Regions from separate parts of the Canis lupus genome. Here region 1 is linked to region 2. Evidence: chromatin contacts called from public Hi-C data. All regions are on one chromosome and are shown on one strand. Each heading gives the region's core, a stretch centred on a gene start, on an enhancer-like site or on the middle of the called end of the contact. The rest is flanking DNA. Distances are from core to core; before and after follow the strand shown. Region 1 holds the start of ERC1 (ELKS/Rab6-interacting/CAST family member 1). Region 2 holds the start of FBXL14 (F-box/LRR-repeat protein 14).

Region 1 (5,646 bases), core at 119-2,618, 620 kb before region 2:
AGGATGCTTATTTGGCAGCTATACAACCTTCTCTGGCAGCAAGCACAGTCTTAACAAATGGTAGGCATATGTTGAATGTACTGAAGGGGGCGACTCTACAGCGGGACGGGGAACTGCAATAATCCAAGTGCGTGGTGATCTGGGAGGGAAGAGAGTCTGGGCGGGATGAAACAGTAGAATTTGGTGAATGAATGAATGTTAACATTGAAGAGGGACGGGAAAATGTTAGTGGAATTATGGAGTGCAAATTGGTTAACTGTGGTGGAGAATAAGTAGGGGTAAAATGACGAGTCTACTCCTTGTAAGGCCATTTTAAATTATTCGACGCAACGGAAAACGCTGGGGCCAATGTAATTCACAGCACTCCTACCTTCTTGGTTAAGGGATAGTTTACCTACATTCTTAAATAATAGGTGCAGTTGCCCTCTTTGCGTGACTCCGATGGAAGAAAATCGACTGCAATTCAGGACAAGAAAATTGGGTTTCCTGAAATGAAGTACCATTTGCCCAGCGGACTCGCCTAGATGCTCCGAGGGCCGACGAAGACAACGTAGCACCGCAAGGGGCACAGGGCACAGCTGAACGTGCACCTTAAATCCCGCCGGCGCTCTTCCGCCCCGCGGAGCTCCCACAGAAAAACCAAGCACCCCGTTGTAGGTCTTCTGCGACGCCTGTTTTTCCCTGAGGTCTCGTGGGCAGCCCCGCGGCCACATTCGCAGAAGCAAAGGGTGGAGGAAAATACAATTTCCCCGGACAAAGGGCTGCCACTGCAGCCGTGGGAGCGCAGCCCGGAACGCACGACGACCTCAGACCCACTCCGCGGCGGCGGCGGTCCCGGGGCTGGCGGACGGCCCCCCGGAGCAGGGGGTGGGGCGACCCTGGGCTTCGGGAAAGCTACGACTCCGCTCCTCGGGCCCTGCCAGCCCGCTTCCTACGGCAAGCCCAAGGAGACAAACGCCGCCTGGCCGCGTTCCCACCTACCGCCGCTTCCCGGAGCCGAGTCCGGCTCTCCCTTCCCGTGGCCGCAGGGGCCGCGCGTGGGGGTGTGGACGCCCCGCGCCCGTTGCTGTGCTCGAGCGCGCGATCGCCGCCGGAGTCTTGAGTCACCCCACTCGTCACCCTGACCCACCTCCGTCTGGAAGGCACCGGAGGCGGGCGGGCTGCCACGCGCACTCCCAGGAGGGTGCGGGCAGCCTAGGTGGCTGGGACAGGAGGGGGCGGAGCTCGCGAGGTCTCGCGGCCGGGCCGGGCCGGGGCGGGGCGGGGCTAGGTGTCTCGCGCAGGGGGCGGGGCGCGGTGACGTCGGCGGGCGCTGGGGCCGTGCTGTGGCTGTGGCGGCGGCGACGGCGGCGGCGGTAGTGGCGGCGGCGGCGGAGGCGGCGGCGGCGGCGGCGCCCGGGCGGCAGCAGCGGCAACAGCAGCAGCAGCAGCCCGCCTGAGGAGGGTGAGACGGCCGCCGTGTAGGCAGCTCGGAAGTCGGGCGGGACTGAGAGCTTCCCGCCTGCCGCTGGCGCTGAGGCTTTTTTGCCTTTTCTTAGCCTGCTGCTTCCTCACGGCCCTGGCTAGGGCTGGGCAGCGCGCCCCCGGGGAGGGGCGGAGCCGTAGGTGAGGCTTCAGGACCCCCTCCCCCCTCTCCCCGCCGGGGGGATGGGACCGTCCGGGGAGGGGCGGACCCCACCCCAGCCCACCCCAGCCCCCCGCGGGCTCCACCCCGCCAGCTCCGGGGCTGGGCGGGAGCTGAGGCGGCGGACGCGGGGAGCCGGAGGTGGGAGACGCGAGGAGGGGTTCCCGGTGCTTGGAGAGCGAGGCTTTCTGAGGCGTGGTGGTGCGGGCGAGGTGGTGGCGAGGTGGAGAACGGGGAGCCCTGAGGAGGTTGGGGTGCGGTCGGGGTGGATCTGTGTGTCCAGGCGACTGTTGTCAAATGTTGAAAGAGAGGAGGATTTTTTTTCTGTGAAATGGTAAGATAGGAGATGAAGGACTATTTCAAAAGGGAGAGGAGCTGTGGATGCTGCCTTTGAGGCAGTTGGAGAAGCTGTTGCACTGGGTCTCACATTTCTGCTTTGGTGTTTGATGAGTATTATTTCCCTCCTGGCGGGATGGGTCGAGAGGGAAGAGAAGCCCTCTGCTTTTGGCGCAGGTGGGTAAATTGTGAGGGTGGCTGGGTTTAAAGTTTTACTCCCTTCAAGAAGAGCGAGATCTTGGGCTAAGACAACTTCATTCTGGCAACAACATAAGGGTGTAGGTCCCATTACACCTAGTTCCTTAAAGGTGTTATCTTCCAGTCTTTTTTCTGTGCCTGAAAGATCTCTCTGTACCATCTCACTTACAAGCTTTATCCTGTCCCCTTAAGGGAAGGCCTGAAAATCAGGTGGTTGCTTTGGAAGACACATTTCTGACTAATAGTTGCAGGTGGCTGTGGTTCACTGCTTTGGATGGATAATTTGAACAGTTCTGTTGGAGCTAATTATATGAAAAATGTTTTAAAGCACAGTTGTCTTTTACAGCTCGTTTTTCAACAGACCTTAACATTTAGACTCTTTGTGTTCAACACAATTATTGGAGATTATTTTTATTTCTCAATTGCTAATGTTATTAGACCCTTTAAAAAATGAAGTGGAATTAATTTTTTTCGGTAGGTCCTTCGATTTCTGAGATACGTTCCTGGAGTCAAGTGCTTTTAAAATGCTCTTTAATAACATTTTGGGGGCATGTAACTCACTTCATAGGGGCGGCAGAGTAAACGGTGTTCAGTGTTCAAAACATCAGCGTTTCACAACTTTGCACATTAAATCAGAATCTTTTCTTGATTCCTGCTCCCTATTAGATCACAGTATTCACTGACCTTACCTATCAGTTAGTGTCATTTAAGCTGTTTCTTGCTCAGAAGACAGGTCCTGTGATGGACATGTATTATGTAATGGATGGAAGTAGGCATGACTCTCAATAATTCATTTGTGGAGGAAGAGAAACCGTCATGAAATGGAATTTAAGCAGTGACTTTCCCAAGGCTTACTCATTTTTTTTGGGAACGTAGCCAGAGAAATGCTTTCCTGTAACCCAAGAGAGAAATACACAGATATGAGTGTCAGTAGTTGCAGATCATTGCCTTTTTTAACATGCCTAATTAATGAGCAGACTGTTATCTTTTAAAAGATACTTCTGTTTGGAGAGACTTTTAGGCAACAGATGATACAATAGTTACTAAGTGAGAAAGGGTGTGTCCACAATTTGTAATTCTAAAAGATTAAATGTATTCAGATCAAATTAGAAGTTTTGATTTTGGATTACTTAGAAGGAAAAATTAAAATTCACATATCTAGTTTTGGTTTTTAAATTATACTTTGATTTAATTGGGTACTCATGAAGACAAATGTGAACTAAAATATCAAGTGAAACTTTGTATATTGCTAAAATTACATTTGAATGGCTGACAGTGGGATGTGATTTTGTGGGAATGAAATCATGGGATTTGGGAGAAAGGTTAAGGTAGGAGTGGTCTGTTTCTCTTTAGAATTTCTTATGCCTGAAAAAATTACTACATTTTATTTTTCAAGAATGTTGCTTGCTAGTCATTACTGTGATGTTCTTGTGGAATTTACTGAGACCCCCCCCCCGCCCTCATTTCTAGTTAGATAAGTATGTCTGTTAATTCAACTATAGTCCTCGAAGCAAGATAAAAGTGATAGTTCTTATAGTTCTATAGCTCTTTTTCTGCTCTAAGTTTATGCTTTTAGGAGTAGTAGAAGAAAAAAAAAAAAAAGAGCTGTTAAATGTGTATTTTACACATAACCATACCAAAACATCAATGGAGGAAGACCAGGGAATGAAGTATTTTGGTTAACCAAATAATCAGTACATACATTCATTATCAAGTTTGACAAAATGGAATGAAGTAAACAGCATTCAGGTTATATAGAATATAGTTTATTTCTGTAGCTCTTCAACATCTGAGCCTTGGGGCACTGATTCAATCAATGGTTATTTATTGAGTATGGTTCTGGGTGCTTTTTTAGCTTATTGGGGTAGTGAACAAAACTGACAAAGATCCCTGCCTTCATGGAACTTACTTTCTGGATACCTTTTGGGGAGATGAAGAGAAACCTGGCAAAGGAGATTGATAAAAGGTTATTGGGTTAGGAAAACCAGGAGAGTGTGATGTACTAGAAGTGAAGAAAAGGAAGTTTTCAGGGAGGAGGGAATGATTAAGCGTGTGTCATTGTTTAAAGAGGTGTCAGAGTGTTGGGTAAGGGAGAATTTATATGATTATAATGTCTAATACCAGAAAATGAGTAAATGCTTCTTAGTGTGAGATGAAATAGATGTAAGAATATGTCAGTTTTTTACTTCCCTAGATTGATTTATTTTATTTTTTTAAAAGATTTTATTTATTTATTTATTTATTATTTATTTATTTATTTATTTATTCATGACACACACACACACACACACACACACACACAGAGGCAGGCAGAGACACAGGCAGAGGGAGAAACAGGCTCCATGTAGGGAGCCCAACGTGGGACTTGATCCCGGGTCTGCAGGATCACACCCTGGGCTGAAGGTGGCGCTAAACTGCTGAGCCACCCAGGCTGCCCTCCCTGGACTGATTTTTTAGAAACATATAGTTCAGTTTTTATTCTTCTCAGAACAAAATAGACAGTCAATGAAAGTATACTTAGACTAAGGACAGATACGACATTTTTGTTATTTAAAAATATATTAATAACCGTTATACTCATTTAAGAAATAGGTAAGACATTGGGGGATCCCTGGGTGGCTCAGTGGTTTGGCGCCTGCCTTTGGCCCTGGGGCACGATCCTGAGGTCCCGGGATTGGGTCCCACATCGGGCTCCCGGCATGGGGCCTGCTTCTCCCTCTGCCAGTGTCTCAGCGTCTCTCTTTCTTTCTATGTCTATCATGAATAAATAAATAAATAAATCTTTACAAAAAAAAAAAAAAATAGGTAAGACATGTACCAAGTCAGAAGGTATGCAAGAGTACATGTGGAAAAGTAAGTCTCCTGTCCCATCATGTTATTCCTGAAGGCAGTCACTGTTTCCAAGTTGTTGTTTTTCCTAACCAGTGAAATTTTGTGCAATAATATGGTTTAGCTATTTTAAAATTGCATAAATATAACATTTTCTTTTCTAGGTCTTTTTTTTTTTTCAGGTTTAGTATTTTCATAATTTAAGCCTAGCTACCTGTAGTCCTTTTTAAAAAAATTTATAAGAGCTTTATTGAGAAATAATTCATACACCACACAGTTCACTCATGTAAAGTGTATAATTCAATTTTTTTTGGTGTGTATAACTATCACCACAATCAATTTTGCAATGTTTTCTGAATTCACCCTCAAGAGAAACCCTAAACCCATTAGCAGTTACTTTCTTGACCTTTAGTTTTTCAGTTTTTTAAAAAAAATTTTATTTATTTATGATAGCCACAGAGAGAGAGAGAGAGGCAGAGACATAGGCAGAGGGAGAAGCAGGCTCCATGCACCAGGAGCCTGACGTGGGATTCGATCCCTGGTCTCCAGGATCATGCCCTGGGCCCAAAGGCAGGCGCTAAACCACTGCGCCACCCAGGGATCCCAGTTTTTCAGTTTTCTTTTGTATTTCTGTGGGAGATAATGTTTGTAAAATACTT
Region 2 (6,348 bases), core at 2,714-5,213:
CTAGCTCTCTTCCTGGAAAGAGGTGTCTTTGCAGGAAAGTTTTATACCCCTTACTAGCTCTTGCTGGGATCTGTATTTGTTGTTGTTGTTGTTGTTTTTGGTAAAAAAAAAAAAAATCTCAGAAACTAAGACCTATGTGAAACCAGGAATGTGAATGTGAATTACTCTACTGTTAGAGCATTTATACCCTCTGCCACTTCCGCAGCCCAACCACAGGGCGTTGATCATTTAGTTATTGTCTATCAAAGGGAACTCTTTGCTAGAATTGTTGGTATTCATTTATGTGCCCCGAATTCAGTCTAAGAACCCTCACACCACAGTAGACCCGAGTGGCAAGCTTCAGTGCTGGAAGTGCTTAAAATGCAAATGTGCAAGAACTTCTGGCCAACCTCCCCATCCCCCAGGAAAGTGCTTAAATACAGCGGGGCCTGGAGGAGAATGTTAAAAAGAGGGGCTGAACTGCCTTCCTCCTTTCTACCAGGACCCTCACTCACACTGTGAGATTCAGCATGCATGACTGAGCAAAGTAAGCGAGCAGGCAAGGACAGCGTACAGCGTTCTTTTAACTTTTCTGAACAATGGCTTCAGTTCCCTCCACTCTTCACCATTTCACATCCTCCCCACACCCACTCAAAGTGGAAAGCAACCCATCTTTTCTTCCCCACTTCCACATCTCATGACCCCATTATTCAACAGGACCCCTAGATCTCATTTCCACCCTGGGGGAAATTGTGACTCTTACAGATCTAGTTTTTTAAAAGTTCCATTTCTTTAAATTCCCATGTTGTTGACAGTTCAAAACCAAAAATTATATAAGTCTCCAGTCCAGTCACATTTCTAGAAACACAACATTTAGATGTCAGTAGTAAATCTCTTACAGAATAAATTTTTAACTGTGAGCTTACTTACACCACCTAGGATGCACTGAACTCTATACCTTATTTCCTCTTAGAGTACACAAACAGCACCTCCGACTTTGGCATGTACCCAAACACACACTGCCTTCAAAATAATTCACAGATACAAGGTTTTTTGTTTGTTTTTTTTTTTTTTTCAAAAACATACTTCATATTTCCTCTTTTATTATATAAATATCAGTTTAACCTTTTACTGTAAGAATATAAACGTTTTAAGAGGATCTTTGTTATTATTTATACAAATTCACAAACAGTACAATTAATTGATAAAGGTCTCTGGGTTTCTTTAACTCCATGGTCTCTCTTGTTGCAGTGGAGGATTCTAAAAAAATAAACAAACAAAAACTCCAACAAAAATATACATCCTACTCAAAAGCGATTTTTTTTTAAAGCCACAAGTCCCAACCCCCACCAAAATAAAGAAAGCCATCTATTCCTCCATTTAGAAACTGATTTTTGTAAAACCCACAAACACCCATTTTATTAACAGAGATAAGACAGGAGTTTCAGTCTCCTCCCCTTCACGTTACAGCCCCTGGGGCTCCGTAGGCCAACTCTGCTCCTCTGCTTCCAACAGGAAGCCTCACCATGTGACCTTTTTGTGGGGAAAATTGGAAGAGGGTGAGGGTAGGGCAGGATTTGCATATATAATAATCATTTTCAAGACACAATCTGCATCTCAAACAAACAAAAGTTCAATTCTCATTTCTTCCACACATTTGTGCTATAAATTAAGTCAAAATTTACGAACACCGTTGGGCCCTCAAATCCCAATGGGCAAGGAGAAAAAAAAATTATAGCCAGAATGTGGAAGTGGGATATACTGGATGGATGGGGTTTGGGAAGAAGCCAAAACAAAAAAGACGTACAAACCCAATGGGCATCTTTCCAGTCTAGGCACAAAAATGTTTCAGTCTCAAAATATCTCTCTTGTAGAATTCCAGGGCTTCAGAGAAAAAAGTAAACTAAAACGAGGTAGCCAGACATATATATATGTATATATATATATAATTTATATATATATAATATATAGACTATATTCAGCAGAAAAAAAAGGAACGTGATTTCAAATTTCTTCAAAAAAATAAAAACTTGAAAAAGAAAGACAATTAAAAGGAAATGCACGTGAGTAGCAGAGTACTGTAGGAGAAGTGATGAGAAGAGCCTGGGATTAGTTACAAAGTGGAAGGAAGAAGGGTGAAAAGGCCGTGGTAGTTGGGTTTGCTCTTTATACATTTCAAAATAAAAACCAGATCACAGTATTCAAATGAAAGCTTAAGTGAAGGCAGACATTTTCCTCAACTCCCCAGGGTTTTAAGGACTAGTCACTCCCCGCCCCCTCCCCCCATTTCCAAATGCAAAGCAGTGAGGATACAGTAGCTCAAACAGTCCTCCATCCCCCTGCAGAGAGGAATTGGGTGGGTAAGTAGCTGAATCCATCTCCGCCCTCAGGAAGAGAGGGAGGGGAGTAAGGTCGGGGTAGCAGAGGAACCCCAGATGCCAGGGGAATGGGCGTGTAGTGGGGCCCGAGGTGCCAGAAGAGGGAGAAAAGAGAGCCCGAGGCTTCGTGTCACTGCCCCCATCTCATCCACTACAATGATCTGTGTTGTGTGTAAGTGTGCATGTCGAGCGAGGGGGATGGGGCGTGGTGGTGACCGGAGGATGAACGGGGCGGGACAAGGGGAGCAGGTGCTGCTGCCCTCACCTGACCTTCTCACTGTCCGTCATCTGCCAGAGTCCCAGGTTGAGTACCTTCAGGCAGGGCAGCTGCGTGATGCGCTCCAGACCGCGCTTGGTGATGCGGGTGCAGCCATACAGGTCTATGCCGGTGAGTTGGCTCAGGTGCTCAGCGATCAGCTCCAGGCCCTTGTCTGTGATACGCACGCACTGTCCGATGTTGAGCGTGCGCAGCCCATGCATCTGCCGCACCATGCGGTTGATGCCATCGTCGCTGATGTGGCAGGAGCAGAGGGACAGGGACTTGAGGCCGTCCAGGCCCTGGGCGATGTAAGCCAGGCTCTGGTCCCCCACTTTGTCACAGAAGGACACATCCAGCCCGGAGAGGCGCAGGCTGCCCATGGCCAGATGCATGATGCCCGTGTCACTGATGTTATCGCAGGAGCGCAGGTTGAGGCTGCGCAGGCTGCCCATGTGCGACAGGTGCAGGAGACCCGCGTCTGAGATGCCCCCGCAGAAGCTGAGGTTTAGGAGCCTCAGGCCCGTCAGCCCCCGCGAGATGTGCTTTAGGGAAAGGTCCGTGAGCTTCTGGCAGTCCTGCAGCGTGAGCTGCTCCAGGCCCAGGCAGCCCTCGGCCGCGCTGCGCGTCATGCCGGCCAGGTGCCCGATGCCCACGTCCGACAGGTGGCGGCAGCTGCGGAGGTTGAGGCTCTTGAGGCGCTGCAGGCCCCAGGCGATGAGCAGGAGGCCGGTGTTGGTGATGTTGCTGCAGCCCCCCAGCTCCAGCACCTCCAGGCCCTTGAGATACTGGGCGATGCGGCCCAGGCTGCTGTCGGTGATCTGCTTGCAGAGGCTCAGGTTGAGGGCGCGCAAGGAGCCGATCTCCTGCACAAACGCGTGGCCCAGCCCGTTGTCGGTGAGGTTGTAGCAGCCGCTGAGGTTGAGGCTCTCGATGTTGGCCATGCCCTGGATCACGTAGCTGAGGCTGCGGCGGAGGCTCAGGATCTGCACGCGGCGGATGCCCCGGGCCTGCAGGCTGGGGAACAGCGACGGGTTGGCCCGGCGCAGGTGCAGCTTGGCCTCCACCCCCCGCCACACCGACTTGTGGTAGGCGGCGTCCCGCCAGGCCGTGCACACCTGCGCCGCGCGCCCCTTATCCCGGACGTCCAGGTAGCCGAAGATCATGGCCAGCAGCTCGGGGAACAAGCACGAGATGTGGGTCTCCATCTTCCTCCTCCCCCCTCCGCGGCGCCGGGGGGAGGAGGCGCGGGCCCCGCCGCTCCTGCCCGAGAGGCGACCAGAGCGGTCCTCCCGGCCGCCGCCGCTGCCGCCGCCGCCGCCGCCGCCTCGGGCCCAACGGCCGGCCCCTCCCCGCCTTCCGGCTCCGGCCGCCGCCGCCGCCGCCGCCGCTCCTCCTCCGGGTCCGTCCGCGCTTCCTTCCTTCCTGCCGGCGTCGCCTCCCTTCCCTTCCCTCCCCCCGCCCCGGGCTCCGCTCGGTCCTCACATCCCGGGCGGGGAAGGCGCCCTCTCACTCACTCCCGAGCCCGGCCGGGCCGCCGCCGCCGCCGCCGCCGCCGCCAACACCGCCGCCGCCGCCAACACCGCCGCCTGGGGTCTAAGCGCGCCGCGCTCGGGCCGCGCCGCTCCGCCCGCTCCGCCCGCTCCGCCCGCCGCGCTCCCGCCGCCGCTCCCACGCCCCCTGCCGCATCCTCTGCCTCCCTCCGCTGCCGCCGCGGCTCCGGGGGGCTCCGGGGGGCTCCGGGGGCTGCGGGCTCGGGCTCCGGGCGCCGAGCAGGCTTCCTGCTGCCTTTGTCTCTCGCCCGCTTTTCAAAGCTCCCAGCCCGGGCCGCCCGCACTCCGCCGCCCAGGCGGGGGGACCCGGAGGCCAATCCGGGCCACCGGGCGCACGCTCCCCGCACCCCCCCGCCGTCCGCGGACGGGTGGGGGCCGCCGGCCCGGGCCCGGGGCTCCAGGGGCTCGCGGGGCACGCGGCGGCGGGAGCGCGGCTCGGCGCCGGGCCGGGCGGGCGGGCGGGCGCACGTGCGGGCGGGTCGGGCCGGACCCCGCGCCCCGGGCCCTCCGCGCCGCCCCTCCCGCCGCGCTCCCCCGCGCGCGCCCGCGCAATGGTACGAGCCTGCGCTGCCGGAACTGGCGGAGCCGTTGCCCTGGAAACCGAGTTCCTCCCGGTCGGAGCGCCCGGGCGGTTAACCCTGTGGGCGCCGCGGGGCAGCGGCTGTCAGCGGGCTTCCGCGCCCTCCGCCGCCGCCCCCAGCCCGCGGGGAGCCGGGCCCTCTCCGGGCCGCGCCCCGGCCCAGCCCTCTCGTCTTCGCCGCTGACGGCCGCGCAGCCCTCCCGGAGCCTTCCCCCACCCTCCTCCTCTATCAGCCCTGCCAGACCCTGCTCCCGGCCCGAGGCTCCTAAGCGTCCCTCGCGCTCGCCCCTTAGCACGTCTCCGCACACCCTCGGTGCTCCCCAGCGGGGCTGCCTCCTTCCTCACCGGTCTTGTGCCTCCAATCACGGAGAAACTCGGCCTTATTCATCACTGACCCTCCCTAGCCCGCATTCTAGCATGACCCATCACTGCTGCCTTCCAGCATCTTCTGCTTGTTTCCAGGCTCCGCGGGGGTACTTTGTGCATCGAAACTTCACTGCACTTCCGCACTTTGTTGGGAACTGTCGGGAGCGCCACGGCTGCCCCCGCGGCCCTCAGCCTGCTCTGCACTGAGAAGAGAGCAGCCCTCCCTCAGCCTGGCGTGAGGAGTTTTCTTCCTCACCAGCCTCTTGGACTAAATATAAATCGTATGCACAGTTCTACTGATCAACTGTATAGATACTCAAATTTTTTTTGATTTATTCATGAGAGACATAGGCAGATGGAGAAACAGGCTTTCCCGGGGAGCCCAGTGGGGTACTCCATCCCAGGACCCTGGGATCACGACCTGAGCCCAAGGCAGGGGCTCAACTACTGAGCCACCCAGGTGCCCCAAAGATACTTTTTAAATAAAATACCATGACTGCTGGACTTGGTTTAAGGCGCTGCAAGCAAACATCTGTGGGTTTATTAACCGTGTTTTATGGAACCAGGGCACTGCTCTCTTTTAGAATGTGGTTCTTCAGTGCCTGCACAGATAGGAGTTAAGCATTTCCCTTTAACTATCCCCAAACCAAGAATCTTTGGGTCAGAGAAAATGACCCTCTGTATTTTTTTTTTTAAGATTTTATTTATTCATGAGAGGCAGAGAGAGGAGCAGGCTCCACGCAGGGAGCCTGACGTGGGACTTGATCCCAGGACTCCGGGATCAGGCCTTGAGCCAAAGGCAGACATGCTCAACCACTGAGCCACCCAGGTGGCCTAACCTTCTGTGTTTTTTTTTTTTTAAAGATTTTATTTATTTATTCATGAGTATACACAGAGAGGAGAGAGAGAGAGAGAGGCAGAGACACAGGCAGAGGGAGAAGCAGGCTTCACGCCGGGAGCCTGATGTGGGACTCGATCCCGGGTCTCCAGGATCACACCCCGGGCTGCAGGCGGCGCTAAACCGCTGAGCCACCGGGGCTGCCCCCTTCTGTGTTTTTAATGAACTCATGGGTTCATATAACTTGATATAGGACAACCTGATGCATTTATCAGAAAAGGAAAATGGTCTCATTGACTCGTTGAGGACCTAAGCAAGATTTTGAATGGGTTCCATATTCAGTATGTGAGATGAACTTTTGGCCACTTCTCTTTGCCCAAGAGACCAATACTAGACTA

The links. Hi-C and Micro-C count contacts between places; a contact is called where the count stands out from the background.
Region 1: a Hi-C map of blood shows a contact between it and region 2, with 4 times the contacts expected there. The contact joins the promoter of ERC1 here to the promoter of FBXL14 in region 2. A contact is called at or near these places in 2 of 9 Hi-C or Micro-C datasets (amygdala and blood).

Annotation. Positions count from the first base shown.
Region 1 is chr27:3,034,061-3,039,706 of UU_Cfam_GSD_1.0, reverse strand. ERC1 (ELKS/Rab6-interacting/CAST family member 1) reads left to right here and starts at 1,368. Exons shown (of 19, transcript XM_038576364.1): 1 at 1,368-1,605. All of the region lies in intron 2 of RAD52 (DNA repair protein RAD52 homolog), which reads right to left.
Region 2 is chr27:2,415,150-2,421,497 of UU_Cfam_GSD_1.0, reverse strand. FBXL14 (F-box/LRR-repeat protein 14) reads right to left here and starts at 3,963. Exons shown (of 3, transcript XM_038576336.1): 1 at 2,670-3,963. The coding sequence starts at 3,821. The region is part of intron 1 of WNT5B (protein Wnt-5b); the gene reads left to right.